Regions from separate parts of the Mus musculus genome. Here regions 1, 2 and 3 are each linked to region 4. The links are chromatin contacts, called in public HiChIP or PLAC-seq, capture Hi-C and promoter capture Hi-C maps. All regions are on one chromosome and are shown on one strand. The core of a region is the stretch at or near the end of the contact, and the rest is flanking DNA. Distances in the headings are between cores, read along the strand shown. Region 1 overlaps Pik3c2b (phosphatidylinositol-4-phosphate 3-kinase catalytic subunit type 2 beta). Region 2 overlaps Mdm4 (transformed mouse 3T3 cell double minute 4). Region 3 holds the start of Mybph (myosin binding protein H). Region 4 holds the start of Snrpe (small nuclear ribonucleoprotein E).

The links. Promoter capture Hi-C pulls out the DNA fragments that hold promoters and counts their contacts. HiChIP or PLAC-seq counts read pairs in DNA pulled down with a chosen protein or histone mark. Capture Hi-C pulls out chosen DNA fragments and counts their contacts.
Region 1: an H3K27ac HiChIP or PLAC-seq map of large pre-B cells shows a contact between it and region 4, with 4 times the contacts expected there. The contact joins the enhancer-like site here to the promoter of Snrpe in region 4. A contact is called at or near these places in 6 of 39 promoter capture datasets (the 3T3-L1 cell line, embryonic stem cells, hippocampal neurons and 2 more), 3 of 115 datasets of contacts at active chromatin or transcription factors (embryonic forebrain, forebrain and large pre-B cells) and 3 of 9 other capture datasets (embryonic stem cells, embryonic tail and pancreatic islet).
Region 2: a promoter capture Hi-C map of hippocampal neurons shows a contact between it and region 4, with 2.5 times the contacts expected there. The contact joins the enhancer-like site here to the promoter of Snrpe in region 4. A contact is called at or near these places in 12 of 39 promoter capture datasets (the 3T3-L1 cell line, 3T3-L1-derived adipocytes, the C10 cell line and 8 more), 11 of 484 Hi-C or Micro-C datasets (B cells, CD4 T cells, embryonic stem cells and 2 more), 1 of 115 datasets of contacts at active chromatin or transcription factors (bone marrow-derived macrophages) and 2 of 9 other capture datasets (embryonic stem cells and liver).
Region 3: a capture Hi-C map of macrophages shows a contact between it and region 4, with 6 times the contacts expected there. The contact joins the promoter of Mybph here to the promoter of Snrpe in region 4. A contact is called at or near these places in 5 of 39 promoter capture datasets (the 3T3-L1 cell line, the HPC-7 cell line, liver and 1 more) and 1 of 9 other capture datasets (macrophages).

The regions. Positions count from the first base shown.
Region 1 is chr1:133,079,999-133,087,106 of GRCm38.p6, forward strand. Pik3c2b (phosphatidylinositol-4-phosphate 3-kinase catalytic subunit type 2 beta) reads left to right here. Exons shown (of 33, transcript NM_001099276.2): 12 at 963-1,085; 13 at 4,820-4,987; 14 at 5,503-5,614; 15 at 6,939-7,081. Among named protein-coding and RNA genes, the nearest start is that of Gm51647, 10 kb to the right of the region's middle. Within about 2 kb of position 4,478, at least 77 of the 459 cell types and tissues checked have an H3K27ac peak or open chromatin away from gene starts, as enhancers often do. A contact at or near this core is called in embryonic stem cells and pre-B cells, where this site is marked.
Region 2 is chr1:132,989,710-132,996,451 of GRCm38.p6, forward strand. Mdm4 (transformed mouse 3T3 cell double minute 4) reads right to left here. Exons shown (of 11, transcript NM_001302801.1): 10 at 4,794-4,874; 11 at 1-2,516. The coding sequence ends at 1,947. Among named protein-coding and RNA genes, the nearest start is that of Gm38687, 21 kb to the left of the region's middle. Within about 2 kb of position 2,047, at least 3 of the 459 cell types and tissues checked have an H3K27ac peak or open chromatin away from gene starts, as enhancers often do. A contact at or near this core is called in hippocampal neurons, where this site is marked.
Region 3 is chr1:134,188,531-134,195,045 of GRCm38.p6, forward strand. It overlaps Mybph (myosin binding protein H), which reads left to right and starts at 4,918. Exons shown (of 11, transcript NM_016749.2): 1 at 4,918-5,196; 2 at 5,284-5,418; 3 at 6,047-6,214. The coding sequence starts at 4,974. Chil1 (chitinase-like 1) reads left to right here. Exons shown (of 10, transcript NM_007695.3): 8 at 1-147; 9 at 667-783; 10 at 951-1,501. The coding sequence ends at 1,082.
Region 4 is chr1:133,605,444-133,612,504 of GRCm38.p6, forward strand. It overlaps Snrpe (small nuclear ribonucleoprotein E), which reads right to left and starts at 4,837. Exons shown (of 5, transcript NM_009227.3): 1 at 4,721-4,837; 2 at 4,275-4,301; 3 at 3,454-3,516; 4 at 1,058-1,136. The coding sequence starts at 4,774.

The sequences.
Region 1 (7,108 bases), core at 3,228-5,727, 530 kb before region 4:
GGAGGGGACCTTAGTCTGTATCCATCTCAGAGAGAGAAAGCCCCCTAGGAGATAGATAAGCACCTGCCAGTCCCCCAGTCCTGGCTGCCTCGGTCTCTCTGCCCCCTCCAGATCCAGAGCCGGCTGAGGGAGACAAGCGACAGATGGCCGGTTCCCAGATAGAGTGTGGCCCACACCAATGGCTGCACTCCCCTGCAGATGCACAATGAGGGTGGCAGGGAGGGGGTGACCCTTTGTCTGGGGTTCCCTTGCGGGGTGGGTGGAAGAGGACATCCATTTGGTAGTCCTCAGCTCTTCTTCTGGGTCCCCAGAGTCCTGGGGCCTGGGGGAATAGGCATTTGGCCCCATCCCACCCTTACCAACCCCTCCCCCCCTCTCCTCCCCTTCCCCTTCTTTCTTTGTTTCTCACTTAATGTATTCCTCTGGGCGATTGGCGCAGAACAAAGGAGGCAGCCTGGGAAACAGGGGCCTTCTCTGACCTCTTCTGTCAGGCACCTGTCATGAGCCACGGGGACCCCCATGTGCTGGTATTCATGGTAGCATATGTCGCTTTCCTCCCCCACCCTCCTTGCCTGCACATACACACACACACACACACACACACACACACACACACACACACACACCAGTGGCTGACTATAAGGAAGAGACTAAACAGCCATTCCCATGAAATGACCAAGAAAAAAAAAAAACAAACCAAACAACAAACAAAAAACCAAACCTCCTGTACTCAGCATGTGCCTAAAACTCTGGGGGTCTAGGGGTCCTGATCAGGTTGCTGTTCCTTAAGCCTGGCATGGTGGTCCTCACACTGACCCCGTGCTGCATCCTCCAAAGATGAAGAGAAGTCTACCAGAGGAAATGGAAGTTGGCATCAGGGCGGCTGAGGCTGGTGTGGCTGGTGTGGCTGGTGTGGCTGGTGTGAAGGGCAAGGTATACTGACCGCTCTGCTTGCTTTGCAGCTATGAAGATTTCTACCTCTCCTGCTCCCTCAGCCACGGTGGCAAGGAACTTTGCAGCCCCCTGCAGACCCGGCGGGCTCACTTCTCCAAGTACCTGTTCCACCTCATCATCTGGGACCAGCAGTAAGCCCTCTCTCTCAGCTCCAGGATGGCTGCAGCTAACCTGCTTCCTTCAGGGATGCCCTGGAGCAGTAGACAGTCAGACTGAGCACAAGCCTGGGTCAAATCAGGTTCCATAACTCTCCTTATCCAGATAGATCCTCCAGCTTCCCGAGTCATTTCCTGACTCTTACCTGGGGACAAACATGCCGCCATCTCTACCTTTCAAGTTATTAGGAACACCCAACCGGAAGTACCCATAAAACTTCTTTATACTCTATAATGGGTCATGTAAATATTACTTGCTGTTTTTAAAAATACCTTTCTTGTTTTTCTCTTGCCTCTCTTACAGCATTTAACTGGTCTTCAGATTTTTTTTTTTTTATTACTTCCCTTTCTCTCAACATTCTCTTAGAAGGGGCTAAGATACAGCTTGGAGTGCTTGACTGGCATATGCAAGGCACTGGATTCCAGCCCTAGAACAGCATTAAACCAAATCTAGAATCTTAGCACTCAGTGGGACAGAGGCAGATGGCTGTAGTTTTGAGGCCACACTGGGCTACATAGCAAGTTCTAGGCCTATCAGGAGATCCCATCTCAATGCCTACAAAAAGGATGGGGGGTGGGGGTGGCTCTTGAGTTGTCCATTATGGATAAAGCAGGGATGGTTGTCTAGGAAAGGAAGCACAGGCATGGAGCCAAGGAATAAGGCTCTGTTTCTTGGCTCTCTTGGTAATCCCATGCTCTCTCTAACTTGTCGGGGCCTCAGCTTCTCAAATTGAGACTTGAGAGCACCTGCTTAACCTTGAGGCAGGTTATGAATACAGTAACCACCATCACAAGATGGCATGAAGTACCGTTTATTAACAATAATGTGATCTCAGGAAGGAGAGAAATGAGGGGTAAGGGGACCGCAAGGGTGGGATTGCAGGTTTGTCCCCCAGTGCTTGTCTGTGTTGGACCTTATTTACCCTCCCGACAGCCAGAAAGCCCCTTGCTTGCTGTGCCTGCTTGCTGTGCCCCCTTCCCCCCCTTCACTTCTCCAGGCTACTATGTCTGAGTCCCCCTTTACAGAGCAGCAAATGCAACGTAAGTGGGTGGAATGCAGGTGGCAGGGACAGAAGAATGTCCACGGGGAGATGGAGGATTCTCAAATAAGTAGTTGAAGGGTCTGGGTAGATTGTCTTATAAAGGTACTAGAGGGAAGGCATAGCCTGTTTTCACACTTAGGTCATTCTTAGAGCAGTAATGAAGTACAGCTTTTGCTAACAAACACTAGAACGCCCCGACACCCTGCAGACAAGGTAATGGCATGAAGGGGCTCCTGAGAAGCAAGCGAGGCCTGTAATACCAGGAAGCTGGGGCAGAATGGCTGTGAACCTGAGGGCAGATTGGACGACGTAGTGAGACCTGGGTTCAGTTTGGAATACCAAAGTCAAGAGTCTCCATTGAGACTCTTATCCTCACTAAGCACTGGACCTGGTCCCTGACAGAGTATGAGGTATGGACACAGCCCAGCCTCCCACGTGGGTGTCCTTCCATGCTAGGGTCAAGATCTCTACCTTGTTACGCAGGACCAGGCCCTGTGGGAGGTGGTTTCTCTATGTAGCCTTGGCTGTCCTGGAACTCACTCTGTAGACTAAGCTGGCCGTGAACTCACAGAGATCCACCTGCCTCTGCCTCCCATGTGCTGAGATTAAAGGCCTGCACCGCCACACAAGCCTCTTAGTCCTTCTTAATGAAGGCCAAGGCATGTGGGAAAAGGCATGACATGCTGAAGGTCTGGACTCAACTTTGAGCCAGCCATCCTCAGTAGATGACAGACAGCCTGCAATGGAGGCAGTTCTAGGAGTGCTCTCCAAGATTTGGCAGAGTTGTTAGGACACTAAGAAAACAACTTGCTCAGTGGTAGAGAGTTTGCCTAGATTCATGAGTGGCGCAAAGATGAAACAAACCAATAAATAGGAAAGTACTTTGGATAGCTGAGCATGGGGTGCCACACCTGTACTCCAGCACTTAAAACACTAAAGCCAGAGGATTGTTACGAGTTCAAGACCAGCCTAAGTGAAATAATGAGATAAGACAAGAGAGACAGAGAGAGGGAGCGATAGACTGAGAAAGGGAAAGAGACCAAACCTGGTCCACCATCTACTGCTTGGTAAGCAAATGCACTCTCCTTTTCTGTCCTCATCATCTAAGCTCTGACCGTCTCAGTTCCTGTTTCTCTGTTCCAGGTGGCTGGCAGTGACTAATGCCCAGGGGGATATTTGTGTGAAAATGCTATCTATGTCACATCAGCCAGGTCCAGAGTAATAACTAATATCACACAGCAGAAAGAACCCAAACTATATAGGCTGCTCTTCTCCTGGTGAGCGTGCCAAGGGCGGAGCTGTCAGTTCAGATGCTCAAGATTGTGAGTGGCCAAGCAGGAGCCCCACCCAGCACCTCACAACCCCAGTAGCCCCAGTGCTATAGTGTTGGAGAAGGGCTCACCGAGAGGAGAATTTCTTAGGCCAGAAGACTCAGCTCTTCAGGAGAAGTAGTGGTTCCTTTGACCAAGCCGAGGCATAGGGTTAGAAAGGTCATATTGGAATCCCAGATACACTGGGACCTGAGGAAGGGGAGGCCTTGCCTGCTTCTCTGTATTATGGTTTCAGTAAGGCAGTTTGCCCCTTCCTTCTTTCTTTCCTTCCTTCCTTCCTTCCTTCCTTCCTTCCTTCCTTCCTTCCTTCCTTCCTTCTCTCCTTCCCACGGCAAGGTCTCATACTCATGCAGACTTAAATTGACCTTGAAATCCCAGCCGTCCTCCTGCCTCAGCCTCCCAAGAGCTGGGATTACGGCCATACCACGGGTCAGCTCTTCCTCTTGTTGGATGACCAGACCAACTTCCTCTCCCTGGCTGTGGGGTCAGCTGCTTCTCCCTCCCACTGTAGTTGGATGGACATGGGATCAGCTTGCTCTCAAAATAGGCCCAGCAGCCATGCTCTGTCACCTCCGGCCAGACCCAGCCTGGCATATCCCCTGGCTGCTGAAGGGGCCCTAATTATAGCTGTGGGGCCCCCAGGGTAGAAGCAGCTGGGGCAGAGCCGGATTGTGCCAGTCTGCGGCTGCTGAGTGCCTTCTTTGAGTGGAGACTTTCCCCAGGAGTGAGGGGCAGTGAAGAGGGAGGCTGCCTTATCTGTGACCTCTGACCTTGGGGGTGGCGGCCCTGCCTCTGTGCCCTTTGGGTGTAGCAGCAGTCGGGCCTAGGGCCAGCCAGGAGGGTGTGGCAGTGTGGACTTTGGCCCAGGGACAGCTTCCCGGAAAGGTAACAGGGTGGGCCCTGGCTCTCTTTTCCCCAGCCCCTCAGCTCTCTCCACCTCCCCACACCCAAATCTCCTTACCCTGAACTCAGAGGGTGTGGCTGGGTGTGGCCCCGTCAGGGCGGACCGTGAAGAACATCTGGCCTTGAGCGCTGCTTATGCTGCTTATGCGTGTCTTGGCCTGGCCTGTTTCCTTTCTCACTCTTCTCTGAAAAGCCCCTTCTCTTTTTTCCCATGACTCTGTTTTGGGGGGTCCCTGGGGCTAGGAAAGGTGGGACAGAGAACCTGGTGCTTCTTCCTAGAGAGGCTCTTGAGACTTGTCCTGGTCCCTTGGGAGGCATGCCTTGGGACATATGTGACACCCGAGTGGAAGGCTGCTTCTCTGCTTGTACTTTACACCCCCCGCCCCCAGCCCCCCCCCCCAAGGCTGTTGACTTTGATCCCCTTGTTTCCTAGGATCTGCTTTCCAGTGCAGGTGAACAGGCTACCTCGGGAGACTCTGCTGTGTGCCACACTCTATGCCCTGCCCGTTCCCCCTCCTGGGGGTTCCTCTGAAGCGAATAAGCAGAAGCGGGTGCCTGAAGCTCTGGGTTGGGTCACTACCCCTCTCTTCAACTTCAGGCAGTACGTGTGAGCGCCAGGGGAACAGCTTCTAGCCTTGGAAGGGAGCAAGGGGGATGGAGATAAAGCCTGGTAGTTATACTCGGTACTCCCTGAGAAGGGTTGGCCACATGGCGCTCACTGTGAAGCCCAGAGGTCCCCATCCCTGTAGAGAAGTCAATGCACAGAGCTGGTGACCCGGACTATTGATGTAACCTGGCAGGTGGGGGAGGGGCGTGGGAAAACACTATCCCTGTAACAAGTCACGGGGTCCTGTATCAGAAGGACTTCAGAGGTCATCTACCCAGGCACGGAGACACCCCTGCCAAAGGGTCACCTGAGTGGCAAGCTCAGAGAGGCTTTCTGCCATGGGAGCCCTCCTAGAGCTTGAAGTAAGACCTGTGGCCTCTGGGGATAATCCAAGGGACAGGAGTGGGGGAGAAGCTTCAACTAGAAAAGGTTTGGGGACAAGAGAGCAGGAGAGAAACCCCCAGCGTAGGCACCGCTTGTTGGCTCATCTTACCCTCCTTCTGCCTTAGAGTCTTGACCTGTGGTCGAAAGCTCCTGGGCTTGTGGCCAGCGACACAGGAAAACTCCGGTGCCCGCTGGAGTGCGCCTAATTTCCACCAGCCAGACAGTGTTATCCTGCAGGTGAGACCCAGCTAGGAACTCTGGGCATGGGATGAGATGTGGCCAAGCATCTCAGTAAATGGGAGAGCATGAGTCGAAGACATCCCCCTCCCTCAATTTCACAGCATCCTCTAAAGTTAGGTCTGAGGCCTTCTCCACCCATGGCTCCCCTTGCTTTGAGACCTCATGTTTCTAGGTCAGATCCAGCTGGGCGCTCCCTTCTCTTAGGGCTCAAGGGAAAGTGTTCCCACTAGTCACTCAAGGGACATGTTCTCTTTGGAGGGAGGGTGGGAGAGAAGCTGCCTCAATCCTGGTTGTGATTCCCATTTCTCGAGCCCATGAGATGCTGTGGTGTGGAATAGGGGGTGGCAAAACCAACAGACAGTGAAGAAGAAAGATCCAGAATACAACTCCATTAGCAGATGGTTTTACCTTTGGCTCTGCCCGGTACGGGTCAGGTGCTGAGTGAGAGAGCAGAGCCCCTTAGAGAACCGAACCGGATTGTTCAGCTCTGATGCCCACTTTAGGAGGATGTATGTTTTGGTGGCTCAGAGCAGATGATCACAGGCCCTAGAGTTAATAGAGCCTTCACTCACTGTGTGCTACCAGATCCAGACAGGCTAGGATGCCTCTGGGACCACACAAGGAGGTCCCCAGCTTCAGCCTGGGTACTCTCAGTGGCTTGCCCTGTCAATGCCGTTCAGGGTTTTGAAGTGGGGCCTATCCTGTCTTCCTTAAGCATCTCAACTCAGCCTTTCCCTACCTTCCCCATTGTTCATTTTTGATTCGTTTTGGGGTTTTTTTGTTTTGTTTTGGTTTCTTTGTTTGTTTGTTTGTTTGTTTGTTTGTTTGTTTTTTGAGACAGGGTTTCTCTGTGTAACAGTCCTGGCTGTCTTGGAACTTGCTTTGTAGTCCAGACTAGCCTTAAACTCTCAGAGAGTTAACCCAGCCCATGTTTCCTTTTTTTTTTTTTTTTTTTTGAGGGGAAGATTTGGATGAAACAGGGCCTCTCTATCTATGATTGCTGACTGGCCTGGAACTTACTGTGTAGATTGGGCTGACCTCAAATTTGCAGCGATGCTCCTGCCTCAGTCTTTCCGAGTACTAGGATTATTGGCGTGACCCACCACACTAGGCTTCTTATGGTTGCCTTTCAATTTTTGCTGAAAGTTACAGCTGGGATTTTGGGGATCACCACAGACATCAGGGTTATTTTACTTCAGGGAAGGGGAGGCTAGAGGCAGGAGCAGAAGCCTGTGAGAGAACAGCCGGGACCCAGGAAGTACCTTCACTCACACTGCCTCCTTCCTCCTTGCTGCGTCTGCGTCTCTGATCCTATCCCAAGATTGACTTCCCCAGCTCGGCCTTTGACATCAAGTTCACCAGCCCCCCTGGAGACAAGTTCAGCCCCCGCTATGAGTTTGGCAGTCTCCGGGAGGAGGACCAGCGCAAACTTAAAGACATTACGCAGAAGGAGTCCCTATACTGGTGAGGCCCAGGACACCTCCCTATATA
Region 2 (6,742 bases), core at 797-3,296, 620 kb before region 4:
TAAACTCAATGCTTTCTTGTACATTCTGCCTTGGTCGGGATGTTTTGTCATAGCAATTTTAGAGTAGCCAAGACACAGAAGCTACTACCAGGAAGTGGATCTTTGCTGTGAAAGACCTGACCATGTGGTTTTTTTGGAGGAATGTGTAAGACTTTGGACTAAGAAAGGGTTCAAGGCTGTAAACAGAGCTTAATGGGTCCAGTTGGAGCCTAAAAGACAGTTAGTACTGAGAGGAAGCCTAGATCAAGAGGCTGCAGGGTAGAACAACTATTAACAACTGGCTAAAGACTTATTCTGGTTATGTTTGACAAAGAATGTGGCTGCCTTCTACCCTTGTCCTAAGAATTTGCCTAAGCCTGGAGTGAAAAGTAATTTCTTTGATAGAAGAGGTGTCCAGAACGCCTAATACTGGTTCTGCAGCACAGTAATTAGTAATTCTTTTCATGGAATGTGGTGGTTTACATGAGAATATAAACCACAGGCTCTTAAGTTTGAATACTTGGACCCCAGTCGGTGGAAAAGGTAGACCAATTACGACACTGGGGGGGCAGGCCCTGGGGTTTTCCAGGGCTCTCTTTTTCTCTGCATTCTACTTGCAGATCAAGATGTGAGCTCTCAGCTGTCCCTGCCTGCCATCATGGATTCTAACCCTCTCAAAAGCAAACCCCATTAAATGCTTTCTTTTATATTTTGCATTGGTGCTTTGTCATCAAAATTAAAGAGTAACTATGATAACTGATCCAGTGAGAATTTGGTAAAGTTGGGTCTAATGGTAGAGCATGGGACAGACAGGGAACATGGGATCAATGCAAGATAAAGCTAACATAGCTCCTCTTAGTAGTAATTAGAGGAGCCCCAGTGGTCCCAGTCCAGCAGGGACATAATGACATTAAGGGGACTGGATACCATGCATCTCCCCCTTTCTAACAGCAGGAGCCATAGGAAAAGCCAAGACAGCTAGATTGCCCTCAAGCTCAATAGTTCTAGGGACTTGGTCTTTAAAATGATGTTCTCATGTCCCTGGGGAAACATCAAGATGGCCATGTGTTCAGTGGACACAGAACAGGCATACGGGATTCAGCGTGAAGATCTTCAGTTCATATATTGATATTATACTAAGTTGATGTGGTCTAAAATGACTAAGCAGAATTGAAGAGATCAATTTGTTCCCCTCCTTTCACAGCTGCTACATTCCTCCTCTCTACTGTTCAAGCCTTATCATAGGCCACTGCCTCAGAATGTGAACAGCTGCAGAGCACAAAACACAAAACACCCAGCCAGCTTGAGAGACAAATGCAAAGTGTGGGCAACAAAGTCTGTGCCTTTCCTTTTTGGAACTGATAATAAGGCTGTGGAGAGATGTACACCTGTGTTACCTGACCTAAAACTAAGAGATTTCAGATGGGCTAGTGGGGCGGCCTATGAGCCTATGAGCACATAGGTGGTAGAGACAGCTATCAGGAATTTAAGGTCATCCTTGACTACACAATGAGCGACTGACTGGATATGTCCTCTTCAGTGTTAGCCCCAGTATTTAATAAATGCTTTAGATTTTGATGCCTCAAGAACATTACATAACACCAGGGTAGAGAATAAATCAACTAATGTATTATTCTTGCAATAATTTGGAAGTGAATAAAAGAATGCATTGCTATGTTTGTATTGATATTATTCCCTCTGGGTTCACAATTTGGAAGAACAAAGTATCTTCTCACTAATGAAACCCTCAAAACTTAGCTAAAAGTTCATATATGCTTATACAAATAAACATATGCAATGGGTCACATTTATAAAAGATGCTCAATACTGATCCTTTTAAGACTAAGATCTCATTATATGGCCCAGACTGGCATCAAAATTGGTGATCTTCTGCCCCTGCCTCTAAGAATACTGATTTTTTTGATAAATGACCTGGTCCTCCTAGTATTTCTCTGTGACTGACTCAACTATGCTATAAAAACTTTAATAACCAACTGAATCTCTTTCTTACAAGCAGGACACGAAGCCCCAGACTTCTTCAGTCTCCTGGCACAGTGGAAACATGTCGTCAGATGGCTCGTCTTCCCATGAATAATGTTCCCATCCCGAGGCCTTTTTTCACATAAGCTACACGGCTTCAAGACATTCTGGAAATCTTCCATACTTTCTGTTTCAGCTTTCTGCTCAGAAAAAATATCTGTTTGTTCTCTCGCGCTTGAGATGATCTCCTGGCTTTCAGAACTATGAGCCAAATCCAAAAATCCCACTGAGTTGCAAGGGTCAAACCTGGGCTTTTCCTCCTTTAAATATCCATCTTTAGGCCTAACAACAGGAGCTGAAATGGTTCTCCTACAATCGGGAACATCAATTCCTTCATTGTCCTTCTTTTCAGGTATGGCAGTAATATTAGATGTAGATAGGGAATGAGTTAATTTAGAACAATCCGAATACCAATCCTTTCTCAAGGCCCAGCAACGAAAACAGTACCTCTTGCTTGGAGAATTAAACTTCTTGCATTCCGTACACTGCCACTCATCCTACGAGAAGTTAAAATAATTAAAACTGATGCTGAGACAAATGTGTGTTCACTATCCCCACAGTAATGAAAAACAAATAATTCTAAAAGACAGGCCAAATTCACATTTCACTAAGTGTCAAAACATTCCATACCAGTGGTCCAACCTGAGACCTGAACAAATTTCATAGTCACAAAGCAAAAAACCTTTACAAGAACAGCCAATATGTTCTTAACCACTGGGTAGCGGCTAAGAGCACTGACTGCTCTTCCACAGGTCCTGAATTCAATTCCCAGCAACCACATGGTAGCTCACAACCATCTATAATGGGATCTGATGCCCTCTTCTGTCATACAGGTGTACATACAGATAGAACACTCATATACAATCAATTAATAAACAGACAAAACAGGTTTAAAATTTAAATCCTTGCTAACTTTCAAGGTAGTTATCTGGAGTTGCCTAGTATTGACAGAATCAATGATTTGGTAACACACAGACTGCATTGCTTTCAGGATGTGGTAATCTGAATGAATATCCCCTCCAAGTCTCTAACATTTGAATACTTAGTCCCCAGCTGGTGTTAATCTGAGTTGATTGAAATGGCCCTCAAAGGTTCACAGATCTGAATGTTTGGTTACTAGAGAATGGCACTATTTGAAAGAATTAAGAGGTGTAGCCTTGTTGTAGGAAGTATGTCTCTGTAGGTGGGCTTTGAAGTTTTCAGAATCCCATGCCAGGTCCAGTGGCCCTCTCTTCCTGCTGCCTGACAATCCAGATCTAGAACTCTACTTTTCCAGCACCACATCTGCCTGCATGCCACCCTGTTCCCTGCTGTGTTGAGAATGGACAAAAACCTCTGAAACTGTAAGCAAGCCCCAATTAAATGTTTCCTTTGATAAGAGTTGTCTTGGTCATGGTGTCTCTTCAGAGCAATAGAACACTGACTAAGACATGGCCTTATTGGAAAAAGTAGAACTGGGAGCCAGCCTCCATAGTGAGTAATTTACAGAGGAAACTTGATTTAAAAAAAAAAAAAATGGAAGGAAAATAAAAAGCCCTCAAAGTATACACTTGGGTTTAGATTTGTCACTTGGTAACAAACTTAAGATCTATTACCTAAAAGCTGAATTATCAACTCTTCTTTAGTAACCCTCCATTTATATTAACTGTATGGAAACTAAGCTTGTTTCACTTGAAGTGGGTTTTTGTTGTTGTTTGGTATTTCTACAGGGTCTCTCTGAGTAGCTCTGGCAATCATAGAACTTGTCTGTAGAACAAGCTGACCTAGAACTCAGAGAGACCCACCATTGGCCAGCTCACGTGCATCTTGTTAACAGATGCTGGTAAATTATTTTGCTACATTAACTTATAGATCTGTCCTTAGATAAGAAAGTTGTTCAAGTAGGCAAAGTAACAGGACTATTCTGAGCAACTCTACATCAATCCTGCCAGACAACCAAAGAATTTGTGTTGTTATTACACTGTGTGTTTTTTGCATATGTGTGTTTGTGTGTATAGTGTGAGTCCAAAGATCAAACTCAAGTGGTTAAGGTTTGGCATCAAGCCTTTGCCTACTGAGCCACATGTGTGCCAGAGCAGGCTTGTGGAGGTCAGAGGGGAACTTCAGGTATGGTTTATCACCTTCTACCCTGTTTGACAAGGTCCCTGTCATTTGCTACTGCATATGCCAGGCTAGTTGGCCTGTAAGCCTGCAGGAATTCTTCTGTCTCCACCTTCTTTGTTGCTACAAGAGCCCCAGGATTACAGACATGCGCGCCCAAGCCTGCTCTCCATGGGTTCTGGGACTCGGGAGCTCCTCGTGCTTCACATCAAGTGTTGCCCTGCCAAACCAGCCCCCACGCCCTGTCCAGAGTTGTGTTAGCAGGGACAGATAGAATGATCATCTTTCTCCAAAGTAGAAATAAATAGTAGCTCAAATTATTCTTTTATTCTCTCAAATTCCAATTAAAAACTTCTGAAGAAGATGTAATGTAAAGAATCCAGCCAGGTGTGGTGGCGCAGGCCTTTAATCCCAGCACTCGGGAGGCAGAGGCAGAGGCAGGTGGATTTCTGAGTTCGAGGCCAGCCTGGTCTACAGAGTGAGTTCCAGGACAGCCAGGGCTACACAGAGAAACCCTGTCTCAAAAACAAAAACAAAAAAAAGAAAAGAAAAAAAAGAATCCAACATATCTTAGAAACTAGGAAAAGCAGACAGAAACAGGAAAAAAATGACATTCTGCAATGCACGGGAACTAAGATTCAGCTAAAACTTGGCCACAGCAAAGCATCTTTTACCTCAGAGGTAAGTTCCACGTCAGTATCATCGCTCAAGGACCTGGAGTCCTCAAGATCATCATCCTTTCCCACCTCCACCGTCTGTGAAGGAACAGAGACCGCATTAGACAAGCGCACCTGCTTCCCGGGAGACTGCACCCCACATCACTACCACTTAAAAACCACAGGGCTACTAAATACCTTCTCTATTCAGAAAGAGGTGTTCAAATTCATAGCTTCAAAGAAAATAACTGCCAGAAGGAAAATAAAAGCAGCAATTCCTATGCAGGAAATGTTATGTTGTGCACGGTGGCCACAGGGAATGAAATAGAGCACTTTAAAGCTTTACTCTTCACATTCAAGAAAGCTATGTGACAATCTGGCTGCCTTACAGAAGGCTGCCCGCAGACCAGCCAGGTGTGCTAGTGCACACACACCGTAATCCCAGCAGCAGGAGGCAGAAGCACACAGATCTCTGTGAGTTCCAGACCAGTCTGCTCTAATGGTGGGATCCTGCCTCAAAAGGAGGAAAGAACAGAGTGGGGAGGGGAGATGAAGGGAAGAAGAAAGGGAGAGGAGGGGAAGGGAGGGGAGGGAAGAAAGAAAGAAATGTAGATAGTCTAGAGCATAGTTCCATAATCTCAACAGTTTGTAGGCAAAGGCAAGAAACTGCCAATAGTGCAGGGTCTACTTAATCTGCATATTGGTTCCAGATCAAATAGAAATACAGAACATTCCTCATTATCAAGAAATAATTAACCAGGCATGGTAGCAAAGGCCTGCAATCTGTGTACTTAAGAGGCAAAGGAAGGGGGATCTACGTGAGTTCTGGGCTACCCAGGGCTACATGGAGTTCTCTCAAAGTTCAAGTATTTTAAGGCCTATTCTTTTATATAAAAATGTCCAAACTGTCATCCTGACTTTAGTCACTAACATTCCTGCCCATGTTGTTTATAATTGGTTTAGAGAGTCTAACACATATTTATAGCAAACAACACAAATTCCTATGAAAACCCGCTACCTTTATCTTCTGTTACATTTACTCAGTGGCTTTTTTAAAAAATGTATTTATGTGAATTATTGTGAGATGTTGGATCCTAGAATTCCTGACAGTCGTAAGCTGCCACATGGGTACTGGGATTTGATTCTGTGCCCTCTGAAAGAGCAGCTAGTGTTCCTAACCACTGAGCCGTCTCTCTAGCCCCTCAGTGTCTTTTTTTTAAGATCTTTTTTCAGTTAGTGTACAAAAATAATGGGTCTTGTATGACACTTACACACATAATCAATGGCTATTACTGAAGCTTGTCTATGTGCTAAAAGCACTAGCTCTGCTGCCCAATCCTTCTGACACCCAAGCTGCTACTTTAATTGTATGCTTACACCATGATACCTTTTTAAGTTTTTTTCAAGACAGGGTTTCTCTGTATAGCCCTGGCTGTCCTGGAACTAGCTCTGTAGAATAGGATGTCCACAAACTCTGAGATCCACCCACCTGCCTCTGCCTCCCAGGGCTGGAATTAATGGTATATACCACTATAACTAGCTCTAATTTCTTTTAAATTCTATGTATGCATACGGCTTTAAGCATGTGAACAGTGTCCAAGCAGTGAGCCACCAGGCATGGGTATGAGAACCTGAACTCAAGCTCTTGGGAAGAGCAAGGAAGCTCCAGGTCCTATCCCCAATCTCTAACTCCCTTCTTAATATAGGAGAAAATCATACTAACTTTAACATAGGTTTTAAAAATTAGCTTTTTCCAATTTTGTTATGAAGTAGTTACAAAGCTACCAAAGTTCTTTAAATACAAGGATTCTTTTCTCCTGTAACAGAAACTGTTAAGGCCATTTATAGGTTTGCCTGATAAGCAAAAGTTTCTAAAAGAAACACTCCACAATGAGTTCACTGAAGTAGAGGGGCAGCATGTCCCTAACACAGCAAGAACTTCTCCATGAATCTTGGCTCATTTCTGA
Region 3 (6,515 bases), core at 3,668-6,167, 580 kb after region 4:
CAGGCCAGCAAGCTACTGATGGGCATCCCCACCTTTGGGAAGAGCTTCACTCTGGCATCTTCTGAAAATCAGTTGGGAGCTCCAATCTCAGGGGAAGGATTACCAGGCCGGTTCACCAAGGAGGCAGGGACCCTGGCCTACTACGAGGTAATGATGTTGCTTCACAGGCTAACCCAGGAAAGACAGGCCGCCCTCAGTGCACACACTTTCTCCTTTGGGAATAAAAACATGCTCATTTGCTCCGGCATTCCCTGGGAGAAGGAAAGAGGGACCCTAAGCCTTTTATTCCTGAAAGCCTCCAGCGGGCACCAAGCTCCTAGAACATTCCTCTGGCCTCAGACCTTAGGTCCTTCATTCCAGTCCAGGAAAAGCAATGGTCAAGAATCTCTGTGGACATTTCATCTCCGCCTCTGCCGCTCCCAGTGGTCTGGGGCCAGCCCTGGGTGTCTGCTCGCCTTCTTCAAGTCCCTGTTTAAGATGGAGGAGGCTATCAGATCTCTAAAGCCCTTGGGCAATAGCAGCTGAACTCTGAGATATTTGCATCTGTTTTGCATAAATTTGCATGAAGCCAGCAGCCTGGAGCCTCAGGAGAGGGAGGCTACAGGCTGAAGGATGACTTCTACCGGCCTGACAAGCCTCCCACACCACCCTACTCGGTTCTTTCAGATATGCGACTTCCTCAAAGGAGCTGAAGTACATCGACTCTCCAACGAGAAGGTTCCCTTCGCTACCAAGGGCAACCAGTGGGTGGGGTATGAGGACAAGGAGAGTGTCAAAAACAAGGTAGGTTTCTCAGAAGCCACACCCCGGAACAAAGAAGGAGAGGCTGTTTTGTTCCAAGCAGCAGGAGTTGGTCTCCTGCCGGGAGGGCTGAGCTTGGGTGCTTGGGACCGTCTGGGAAGGGCCCCAGAGCACAGTTTCCCAACCCCTCACCTCATCTCCTCCACCAGGTTGGGTTCCTGAAGGAGAAGAAGCTGGCAGGAGCCATGGTGTGGGCACTGGATTTGGATGATTTCCAGGGCACCTGTCAGCCGAAGGAATTCTTCCCGCTCACCAACGCCATCAAGGATGCCCTGGCTTAGCTCCCCCTTTCCCATATGGTACCCCCACTCTCTGGCCAGGAGTTTAATCTCTTGCAATGTTAAGTCCCCCAACTGAGCCTCAGTTTCTCCTTCCCTTGGCACCTGTGTAAGGGGCCACAGCAGGCTCAGCTATGGAGAACAGGGAACTAGGGTAGGACGATGGTGGGGTTGTGAGAGTCACAGTGTGAGCAGATACACAACCCTGTTAAGGAATGCAAATTCTCAGACTCTAACCTCCCTTTACCCAGCCTGACCAAAGGACACCACTTGGATCAAGTAGGCAAATATCTTACAGGATTGAGGGACCATACTAATTATACCCTCTGCAAAGCCCAACTTGAATCCTTCCCTTAGGAACTTAATCGTCCCACTTCCCTTTCCCTAATTCCACAGCTGTTCAATAAAGCGCCAGAACCTAACGGTGTGCTATAATTGCGGCCGTCTCTATGGGTACGTGGGACCATGGCACTCACCTATCTTTTCTGGATTTCTTTCTCTGAGACTTGGGAATCAGAGCTGACAGAATTGAGGTCTTGATGCAAAATCCTGGGCCCTAAGAAGCCTTAATGAGAGGTGGGATCCTAGGGTTGGGGGAAAGTATAGGCTTTACCTAAGCACGGCTGACAGCAGACGTCCAAATTAAGTACCTTATGGAAAGAGACTGTTGCAGGGCCTGGAAAGAAGACGTTTAACCCTCTGACCCTTTAGAACAGTGGTCTTCAGAATGTAGGTCTTGACCCCTTTGGGGGTGGCATATCAGATATTTACATTATGATTCATAACAGTAGTAAAATTACAGTTATAAAGGAGCAACAATATAATTTTCTGGTTGGGGTCATCACAACATGAGGAGCTGTATTAAAGGGTCACAGCATTGGGAAGGTTGAGAAGCGCGACCTTAAAGGGTAGTGGGAGATGGCCACAGGACAGGTTAGGAAGCCCAGGAACCCAGAACATTAGGGACAGAAAGGAATGCAGTGCCTTTTCATGCTATTCACTGCCGGGGTCTCCAAACCCTTGAGAGCTGGCCTTTAGCCCCATACTCCTGAGCGGTCCATACCTTGTTATCTTAGAGGCCGTCAACCCAACTGCTGGCCTGAGAACTGTCTAGAGTCCAGTGCTGTCCCTGTGCCCACTCCCCTTCACACTCTTCTCTCAGCTCATAAAGTTATCAAAGCTTCCCTGCCCAGGCTGGCCTGGGACAGTAAGGGAGGAAGATGAAATCGTATTGGCCCAGACGGGCAGCCATTTTTCCAGTCTTTGTGTGGAGGAGACACTCCCACCAGGGTCCTGTGAATTTCCAGGAGCTGAAACTTGGCTTTATTGAGGGAGCCTGGATAAGATGTATTCTAAAGCAATTGGGATCTTATCTGTGGTCCCCTGATGTTTGGTTATCTGACTTGGGTCAACTATTAGTTGGCTTGATGTCGGTGACTCTGCTTTTGAGGCGGGAAGAAGCCAATGCCAATCTGCTGCCCTGAAATCTGAACCAGCTGGAGCCAGGCACATGTAGCTGATTCCAAGGTTGCCACTCTGCTAAAGGCAAGGTGCTTGGCCAGGTTCTTAGGGGTAGAGGTTACCTGGCATTTCTTGCTGATTGGTGGGCCAAGCAGCTCTAGCTTCTGCCCACTGTTCACCCTACTACACAAGGTCTTTAAAACCCCAGGTCTGTGAGCTCTCCTAGGAAGTGTCCCTGTCCCTTGAGGCCCCCCTTCTCCCAGTTTGGGACAGGTTCTCTTGGCTGACTCAGGCTCCTGCCGAGTTAGTCACATTCGCTTATAGCTGCAGAGTCAGAAGCCAGGTTGGAGATCGGTTCTCCCTACCCAGCACAACTCTGAGTCACCTCACAGAGGACATGGACACCCAAGCAGACTTGGACACAGGCTCCTTAGGACCTCCACTAACACCTCACAGAGACAGTTGGGGTTGAGAGGCACCTACACTGCTGTGTTCCTGTCCTCAGGAAAGGCGAGAGCCGGAATACTGTTGACAGCCCTTAAGTAAATTACATGCCCATTTGTTCCTGAACTGTGAGGCACAGCATCTCTGCTTAAGAGCGTGTGAGGGATATTGGTCTAGTTTGAAGAGTTTCTGTGTATTGAAGGGGAAACCTCAATGCGACTTTGGAACCTCTATAGTAACAACCATCCTGCCCCCTCACCCGGAGGCTGTCATTTTAGGATACCCTTGGCCTCTCCGTCCTTCTATTTGACTTGCCACCTCTGGATGCACTTCGAAGATGTGAATTCTGGTGGCTCTGCATTTGGACTTCAAGGACAGGAATCTCATCGGGTTTCTGTGATTTGGCCCTTGCTCTGTGAGATCAGCCGTGGCTCCTCACTGTCATCTTGCTTCTGCTTCAGAACAACATGAACGCTCCAGTTGTTTATCCACCCGCTGTTCAGAAACAGCCATTTCCCCGAGTCTTGTGCTGCTGCTACAAGTGATGCCTCTGTCAACAGTCTCATCCTGTGTCCTGGGAGTCCAGAGGGTGGACGCTCAGAGCCACTGATCAGGCACCACCAACTCCCTGCCTCGTTTTTTTCCCAAAGTCATTTCTCTGAGCCACACTCACACCCACAGAGAAAAATTTGACTGCTCCTCCTCCTCCCTGACACATGGTATTTTCTGGATTTCAAATTATTACCAATCTTAACATCTTGACTAAATGAATCAGTGAGTAGGAATTTGTCTGAACCTGCCCTGCTTCCCACACTAGCAGAGTCTGGGCCTAGGTCCCCGTTTTAAGAGGCCAGGAGATTCAGGCCTGCCTGTCTTACACTCTGACATGAGGGTTCTCAGTAGGTGGAGGGAAGCTGAAGCCTGGGGATAAGTGTAAACAAGTTTCCAGCCTTCCCACAGAAACAGAAACCTGAGGACATTTTTGGTCCTGGCTTGAATGTTCCCTCTAAAATTCCTCTAATTGTCACTAACAGTATTAAGATGGGGGGCTTTTAAAAAGTTTTTAGGCCATAGGACACTTCCCTTGTGAATTGGTTAATATCATTGTGGAAGTGGGTTAGCTATCTCCAGAGTGGGAACTGGATAGAAAGCATGTGTTTCATCCATTTTCCTCTGTCTGGCTTGCCCATTCTCTGTATTCCACATCCCAATCACCACAAAGCTCTTTAGGGGGTGCAGTGGGCATGATCTTCGACTTCTCAACCTCTAGAGCCTTGAGAAAGATCACCTCTTTTGTTTATAATTCACAGAACCTATGGTGCGATGTCACAACAGCTGAAGACTGATCACCACAGTCCCCTTTCCCAGGACTCATGCTGGAGCACCTGCCTCAGGCCAGCCTCACCTCCAGCATCTCAATTCTCACCTCTGTGGGGTCCTTAGCCTCACACAGCACAAGTGGGAATCCCCAGAGACTGTGGGGACCAAGAGAGACAGCGAAGGCCAAGGGGGCAGTGCTCACAGGGAAGACTGCTTCAAGCATTCTTAATTCTACGCTCTATTCCAAGGAGACTCAGGCCCAAGGGGGCCCTGAGAAGACCCGATTTATGGACCTGACTTGATCTTCCTTTCCAGGTGGCAGGTCTCATGACCCAGCCCCTGCAGCCCCAGCGATGTGCCAGCTCATCTCTCTATGCCCTCCCTGATCTGGGCACTGGCACCCTGGCTGTGAGGTCTAGCTGGGGTGATGGCAAGGTAGTATGCTTCTCAAGGGGCCCTTGTGGTTCCTCCCCCAGAGCTATTCCTGGCCTGGGTGCTCCCTGCCCCCCTGTCCCCCTGCCTGACCTGACCCCACAGCTGGGAATGGTTTGCTGGGGGTGGGGCAGCCCCTGCCTTTATAAGCATGAACCTAGCCTGGAGGCCCAGACCTACTGCTGACCCTTAAACACTCCAGCTTGACACACCCCCCCACACACACCAGCTAAAAAAATGACAGGAAAAGCCACCTCTGAGGCTTCTGTCTCTACTCCAGAGGAGACAGCACCTGAGCCTGCCAAGGTGCCCACTACAGAGCCTTCTGGAGAGGTGGCAGCATCAGAGTCCACCGGGCAAGAGCAGGCTCCAGAGCCACAGAAGCCTCAGGCACAGGATCCTGCAGCTCCTGCAGCTTCTGCCATGCCCGCAGCCACTAAGCCTGAACCTCCGAGTGAAGGTGACAAGAAGTGGGGAAAGGTGGAGAAGGGTGGCGGGTATGCAGGGAGGGGCTCTTCCACTCACCTTGGCTTCCCCCCTCCTCCAGATGTCCCCAGTGCCCCACTGCGGCTGACCTTGGAGGATGTGAGCCACAGCTCCTTGACTGTGAGCTGGGAGCCCCCCGAGAAGCTGGGCAAACTGGGGCTTCAAGGCTATGTGTTGGAGTTCTGTCGAGAGGGAGGTGAGCCCAGGGCTGAGTTCTGTTTCCACCCAGCTGAGTGGGGGTGGGGTGGGGCAGCAGGGAGGAGCACAGTCCCTGCAATGAGTCACTCCAGGACCTCCAGGACGTACAAAGGGAGAAGGTCTGAGCAGTGGTCTTAACTGCTACCACCTGGCTCCATAGGGACCTCTGAATGCACAGAGATGTCCAATGACCTCAGGGGACCTCCTGTCCTCCAGGTCCAGGTAGCCTCTGAGGACCCTTTTCAGGGGGAGTTAACCCAGGAGGCAGAAACTGGGGAAGATCCAGAGGAGGAGACTGTAAAGTAGGAGACAGTCAAGACAGCTTGGAAAAGTAGTCTCCCTCTCCGACAGCCACATTCACCCTGGCCTCTGTCTCTGCCGCTGCCTTGCTGTGTGTGCCTTGGTGAATGTGCCCAGCCCTCTCCGGCCCTTCTGCATCCCTATCTCTAAAAAAACCTCTAGCACCAGCTGTCAGAGACTATAGCCCAAGAGTGAGGTCAGCTAGTGTACATCACCCTTGAAAAGGAAACCACCCCCACCCGGGGTGTGTGTGTGTGTGTGTGTGTGTGTGTGTGTGTGTGCCCCTGCCACATCACTAACAGCCAGACATTCTCCGCTGCCCTCAGCCTCAGAATGGGTGCCTGTGAATCCCCGGCCCGTGATGGTGACCCAGCAGACGGTTCGAAACCTGGCCCTGGGAGACAAGTTCTTCCTGCGTGTGACTGCAGTAAGCTCAGCAGGGGCAGGCCCTCCAGCCGTTCTGGACCAGCCTGTCCACATCCAAGAGATCACTGGTAAAGCTACTCCTCGCCTCTTGCTCACAGACTAGATGTAATGGGGAAACTGAGGCCATGGTCAGTAGACCCCAAGCAGCCATTTCCCCCCCCATCTCACGCTAACATGCACAATCCGCATGCCAACGTGTCTTGCCTTGTGACAGGTTCAGGCTCCTCAGCAGCAAGAAGGAGGTCAAAGACGCCACCTCCCTAAATGGTCCAGCCCCGCCCCCACCCATCAGGGAACAGCTTCTTGTCCAGAGACAAAGCCAAGCTCCCAGTGCTAGAAGCCATCTATCCTAATCTTAATCTCTGAAGC
Region 4 (7,061 bases), core at 3,587-6,086:
AGACCCAGTGTTTCAAAAAGATGGCTACATCTGGAGAGCAACTTCAAATGGATGAGGGAGCTACAAAAGTTAGTAAGTTAGTGGAAACTACTGTTCCGTTAGGAAGTGATCAGCAAACCCACGCTGAACAGTGTAAGCAGGCAGTGAAGTTGGCTTCTGACAGGCTGCCTTAAAAACCTTCTATGTGGAAAGTTAAACAGGTTCAGAAGAGGTTTGGGCTATACACATAAATAAGGAAGTCAATGCCCAGATTAGTACCTGGAGCTGTGATCTCACTGAACACTAGAAGCCTAGAACAGAGCCTCTCAACCTTCCTAGCGCTGCAGCCCCTTAATAACAGTTCCTCAAGTTGTGCGGACCCTCAACAATAAAATTGTTTTTATTGCTAATTTATAACTGTAATTCTGCTACTATTATGAATCATATTGTAAATGTCTGTGTTTTCTGATGGTCTTAGGAGACCACTGTGAAATATCGTTCAACTCTCAAAAGGGTCATAACCTACAGAATGAGAACTGCTGGCCTAGGGAAAGACTGTGAAGGGCGAGCTGGAACCCAGCCTCAAATACTTAATGGCCGGGTAAAAAAGGATGAATATAAAGAAGTCTGGAAAAAAAAAAAAAAACAGCCAGAGTTGAATAAAAACTGACATACTATGTCACAAACCCAAGATATCAAAGTATTGCAAGGAAGTATTGAACTGTGTCAAATTCTACTTAATGTTAAATATAAGTGAACACAAAAAACGACATCAGATTTAACATCCTTGGCAAGGCATGGTTGCGAATGTCTATGATCCCAGCACTTGGGAGGGGGAGGCAGGAAGGCCAGGAGTTCAATCTGTCACTCTCAGCAAGACTGAGAGTAGCCTGGGCTACCTGAGACCCTATCAATGAACAAAACAAAGGAGTGGGTAACAGAGTAAGTGGCAGGAAGATGAATTCAGAAGTGTGCTTCTCCCTTCAAATGTAACTTTATAGCATGAATTTTCAGCTATAGGCCATTCAAGTCTGCCAGTGAAATAAACAGAAATCTGTAAAGCCAACTATCTCCTTACCCAGTTGTTTTCTTGACTTTGTTTTAGAATGAATCTCTTCTGCATCATCTAATACGAGGTTCATGTACTCATCAAAGCCCTGGGAAGGCAAATGACAATCATTTTTAAGCAAATCACATCCGACCATTCTAAAAGAATAATTAGATTCAGAAATATCAACAAATTTTAGAATTTTATGCTATCACTGATTTTTCAACACAAACACCTACAGCCTCTACTTACTTATTAACTACTTTGTATTCTTTTAAAGTGTTACCTGTATGTATTTATTTTTGGATCGATGCGTGCACATTAGGACAGGTGCTTAAGGAGGGCAGAGGCACTAGATCCACCTGCCAGAAGTACAGGCAGTTGTGATCCATCAAAGGTATATACTTTGAACTGAACTTGGTCCTCTGCAAGAATAGTAAATACTTTTACCTGTTGAGCCCCTTACTTCTGAGACAGCGTCTTATGTGGCCTATGTTTGCCCTAAACTTCCCACACAGCCAAGGAAAGCCTTAAACTCACAAATCTCCTATCCTCTCTATTCCAAGTGTTGAGACTACAGGTATGTGCCACCATGCCTGGTCATATGTGACATGCCCAATGCGTGGGGGCATTTTCATTCCTTTTTGGGGGCAGAGATGGTGTTGAGGATTAGCGCACCGACTTCTACCCATTAGGCAAGAGGTTTACTACTGAGCTGCATCCCCAGCCTACCTCTTTTTAAATAGCAAAGAAAGCTAGAATGAGATCCAAAGTACTTCAATCCCTTAGAGGTAAATATTCGCCAGGAATGCCTGCTGGACACTACCCAATTCGGCATGTGCACACATGAATTGCCTTCTGTCACTGCACACCCATGTTCCTCACTAACACGACTCCCACTAACTACTGTGCTTGTTTACCAACTCCTAAGAGAGTATTGATAGACACTCTTGATATCTACATAAAATAACAAAATACTGTGCAGCTTTGGGAGGAAGGGTAGGTACTAGGGAGACATGTCAATTGGTAAAGTACATGCAGTCATGAGTTTGGATCCCTACTCAAACAATGCAGTGCACAGTGGCCTGCAGCCGCACCTAGTGCTGGCCAACTAGTCTTGTTAAATCCATGAGTTCCAGGCTCAAAAAGCAGAGAGCAATAAAAGATACCTCTAGCACATACATCCACACATATGAGTATGTACAAAGCAACCCCACTCACTCCCTTGATGCAAAAAAGAAAAAAAAAAAGTGAGGCTGAGCACGTCTGTAAATCTCAGGAGGCTGAGGCAGGATGGGAAGTTCAAGGCCTTTACTGGGCTACATAGCAATTTCTTGCCTCAAAATAACAATGCCAGAGCTGGACAGTTCAGTAGTTAAGAAGACTGGCTTTTCTTCCAGAGGACCCAGATTCAATTCCCAGCACCCACATGGCATCTCACAACTGTTGATAACTCCAGTCCCAGGGGATCTGGTGCCCTCACACAAATAACAGTAGGCAGAACACCATTGCACATAAAAATAAATAAATCTTTAAAAAAATTTTTTTTCCATTTTCATGGCTATTAATCTAAACATTGAAGAGGCTCAGACAAGAGGATTTCCATGTGTAAGTCTCTCTTAAAAGACTCTGCCTCACACAAAGGAAAAACAGAGACGGGAGAGGTGGTGGAGTTACAAATCCTTCCTTGCTGCTCTTGCAAAGGACCCAGGTTTGGTTCCCAGCACCTACATGGAAGCTCACAATCACCCATCTTCAGGTGAGCCAACAACTTCTGGCCTGTTTGGGCATTAAACACACACAGGCAAAACACTCAGACAAATAAATCTAAAATAACAACAAAAACTTATTGCCATGGTAGCTGTGTGGTAGAGCAGGTACTTTGATCCCCAACACCATCACGATAGAAGCCTAACAAACCATAAGTCTCACCCCCACCAGCTCTATTCTGGCATGATCTAATCCAGAATGCAAGTCCTTTATCACTCCCCGCCCCCCTCTCATTTTGTTTTTGTTCCCTCTCCTCACAAACGAAGCTCTTCTTAAAAGTCTTAACTCTCCCTTCCTTTTTTTTTTTTTTTTTGGTTTTTCAAGACAGGGTTTCTCTGTGTAGCTCTGGCTGTCCTGGAACTCACTCTGTAGACCAGCCTGGCCTCAAACTCAGAAATCCGCCTGCCTCTGCCTCCCGAGTGCTGGGACTAAAGGCGTGCGCCACCACCGCCTAACCTCTCCCTTCCCTTCCTCTTAAGAGAAGTATTATCTAACCCTATTAACCAGAGCAAGGAGAAAAGGCTAAATAAATAACTCCAGCTCTGAAGAGCTTTCTTTGGGTTGGGTCCTTGACGCCTTGTATATTGTTCTTACTGGCCATCTTCTGAGATGTCTTTTTTAATAACAACTTGAGGAAAAATAGCCTGGGTACTCACAATAATACAACCTTCTATCCGCATATTCACTTGTTCATACAGCCACACCTGAATTCGAGATCTCTGAAATAAAAATAATGACTTTAGAAATGTAAACAAATCCCACTCCATTACTTTGTTTCCACAATAAACGACTTATCTTAAAAATTCCAATAAATATAAGCCAAAAACTAGAACTAGTTAGTCTTCATCTAAGAGCTAGCAACACTGGTTAACCTGCTGAGAAACATTTAATAAGTGCTCGGGCAGGCCTGTCCAAACTAATTTTCCTACTCTGAAAATTTATTTTTGCTTCTGGCATGAATACACTTACAGTTAGAACTGTTCACAGGATAGTACAAAGCGAATCTGGCGATTAAAAATTACAATGGCTTAAAACGATTTTTCATCTGTGTTGTAACACTCTAAAATAAACATCGCTAAAATCTCCTCAAAGAAGAGCATTTGCCACTCGCTTCTCTGTATATAACGCCCCCACTCCCCCAAACCCCGCTTTGGTGTCTTTTCTCCATTCTAAGTCCAACTATGGAAAAAGCACTATGCAACTGTCACTGCTAAATCCGATGACAAATCGTTCTTACAGAGTAATTTTAATAGTAAATATAATTACATTGTTCTTACAGAATAATGGTAACTGTGTGCATCCTTAAGTCAGCACGGACATATTAATAATTAGCGCTTTCCCTGTGACCTTATCCTCAACTCTGGTTCTCCCCCCCCCCCAATTTTTTAGTCTAAGCACTAGAAACAGAGAATTTGTTACAAAGAGTCAAACAGGCCCAACTTTCATTTCAGTAACAGTAAGGAAACAACTTACGTACATTTTGCAAGTATCTGAAGATAAGGTTCTGCAGCACGGCGATCAAGGAAAAGAACTACACAAACAGCGGAGCCTCCGCTCCCAACCGCGCCGGACTCTCCAGCGCCCCAAGGTCCGGCCGGGCTACATCCGCAAGCACAAACGACCGCCGGGAGCATGCGCTCCCTCCCCACCGCCCTCGTTTCTCCAACCTTCCCGATGGCCCACATCCTCCTCTCCTCCTCGGTATCCCCCGCTTTCATCGCGGATCGCCAGCCTGGCCGGGTCCACCCGGAGCCCGCCTTCCGCCTCCCGCCTCCCGCCGCCCTTCAACTCCGCGCGCTTTCCTGCCTCCCCGTTCGCCCCAGGGCCTCACGGGAAGCGGCCCGCAGCGGGCTGCCCGGCTCCCCGCCCACGCTCACGGCGCCTACGGCCCCCAAAGCCCCGAGTTCACGCAGCGTAGGATACGATGGGCTGCACCATCACCTTCTGCACCTTTTGGCCCTGGCCGCGGTACGCCATGGTGGAAGTCACAAAGACCACACGAGTAGGAAGGCCGCCTCGGAAAGCGACTTCCGGAAGCAAGACCCGGAAACGGAAGTGCAGTGGTCGTCGGCGACGCGGGCCGGTCCTGGGGAACGCCTCTCTAGGCCAGGAGCCGCTTTTTCTCTATGCTGATAGACTCCGCCGGCGGCCTTCCGACTCAACCGCTCTTTGAAGTCGAGGTCGGTCCTACAGCGCCACCTGGAGGTAGGCTGAGAGGCTTGCCTCTGCCTAGGTGCTCTTCTGAGAGCTGCTCTGGAATTTAGAGGCGGCATCTTGTCCAGAACCATCTGCAGACTCCCCTTATTTGTTTTGGGCCCCAGAGCTAGTCTAGATGGTCATGCCCGAAGCAGTGGTGGAGTTGTGGCTTGTTCAATAACAGATTCAACCCTCATCACCTTTATGCAGAGTTAACTGTTGCAGTGGCAACTGAAGATGGCAATCTAACTAGCTTGGAGGTATTGAAATCGGCTTGTTGGACTCAGATCTCTCTCAGTTGTGTGACCGGTGATAATTAAGTCATTAGGCCTCAGCATCTCCGTCCCGCAAGGGGACAGGAGGTGAAGATTCAGGGAGGTAGTAGTGCACAGGTGCTCCTAGAACACATCTGTAATCTCAGCTTGTGGAAGGCGCAAGGTGAGTATGACCTTAAGCTAAGTAGTACGTTCCAGATCTAAGCTACATGAGGCCTTGTTTCAAAACAAAACAACCTACATGGTATACAACCTGATAAACTTAAGGTAAGTTAGAAATGTAAGTTAAAAAAAAATGCATTTAATGCAGATACCTTGGGCCCAGGGGAGATGATTCGGTAGGTGGGACATGAGGTCTGTCAACCAGCACCTACACAAAATTACATGCCTGTAATTCCAGAGACAGGAAGGAGGGTGCCTGGGCTGGATGGCCAACTAGTCTAACTTAATCGCCAAGTCCTAGGTTCAATGAGAGACCCTGTCTCAGAAGGTAGGGTGAAGAGTGACTCAGAAGGACACTTGATGACATCCTTTGGCCTCCACATGCACACAGAAAATTGTTGAAAATGTATATGCCTAGTCTACTCAATGCCATCGCTTAGCAACACAACATAGCAGCCTTTCTTGAAGCTGCAGCTGCCCCCCACCTCACCAGAAAGTACCTAGAGCTGCTTACCAGGGAAATGATCAAAATTTAAAATGCAAAGTCTGATTTTTTTTTTTTTACAGAATTCATATTGCTTTCACACCATCTTTAGGATGAAGAATTGTAAGTCAGGAGCTATCTGGATGTGTGTGTGTGTGTGTGTGTGTGTGTGTGTGTGTGTGTGTGTGTTAAAGCCTCGTCCCCCACCCCACAACACAAGTAGCAAGAAAAGGGACTGATTAACCTGATTAACCATGCCTATGTTAGTTAGTAACCATGCCTATGTTAGTTAGTAACCATGCCTATGTTAGTAGTAGGCAAGCCTACTCAGTTTTCTGTTAGGACAGGGCTTGTGGCCTGGTTCAAAGTCTATCTAATATTTTAAAATATTTAATATTTAACATTTATTTAAATATTCTCTTTCTAACAAGGAAGCTGAGCCTTGAAAGGATTTTGGATGGCATCTAAGGGGACTGGCTGGCACTTTAGGAGATACCACTTAGGTCAAATAACAGAATCTAAATTTGCTTACCTAAGGTCTTCTTCAGATGAGAATAACACGAGCGCCAATCTATAAAAGTATTACGATGAAAGCTTTTTTTTTTTTTTTTTTTAAGACAGGGTCTCATTCTGTAGTCATGGCAGTCCTGGAACTTGCTATGCAGACCAGGCTGGTCTGAACTCACAAAGATCCACCTGCCTCTTCCTCCAGAGTGCTGAGACGAAAGGCATGTGCCACCACACCTGGCTGAAAGCTATTTTTAAGCTACAAAAAGAGACTTACATTTTTTTACATGGGAAAATTATTTCTTTAAAGAGAATCTATTACACTCCAAACATGAGAAAAAGCATTTACTGCCCACAAAGGCAGAGTGGAGAGAACCCACAGAGACCCACTCCATCTGAAATGCAAAGACACCTCACCACTTGCTTATGCATTTTCTGATTCCTAAACTTTGGTTAGTTGAATCCTATAAACAATTCTTTTAAGTGATTCTACAACTCATCAGAAATGTTGTATGATTTCTTTGTTCTTAAAACAAAATTATTTTCCAGGGCCAGCAAGATGACTCAGCAGGTAAAGGCACTAGCAATGAAACCTGGTGATGTGAGTTCAATTCCTGGATTCTATGTAAAAGTGGAAGGA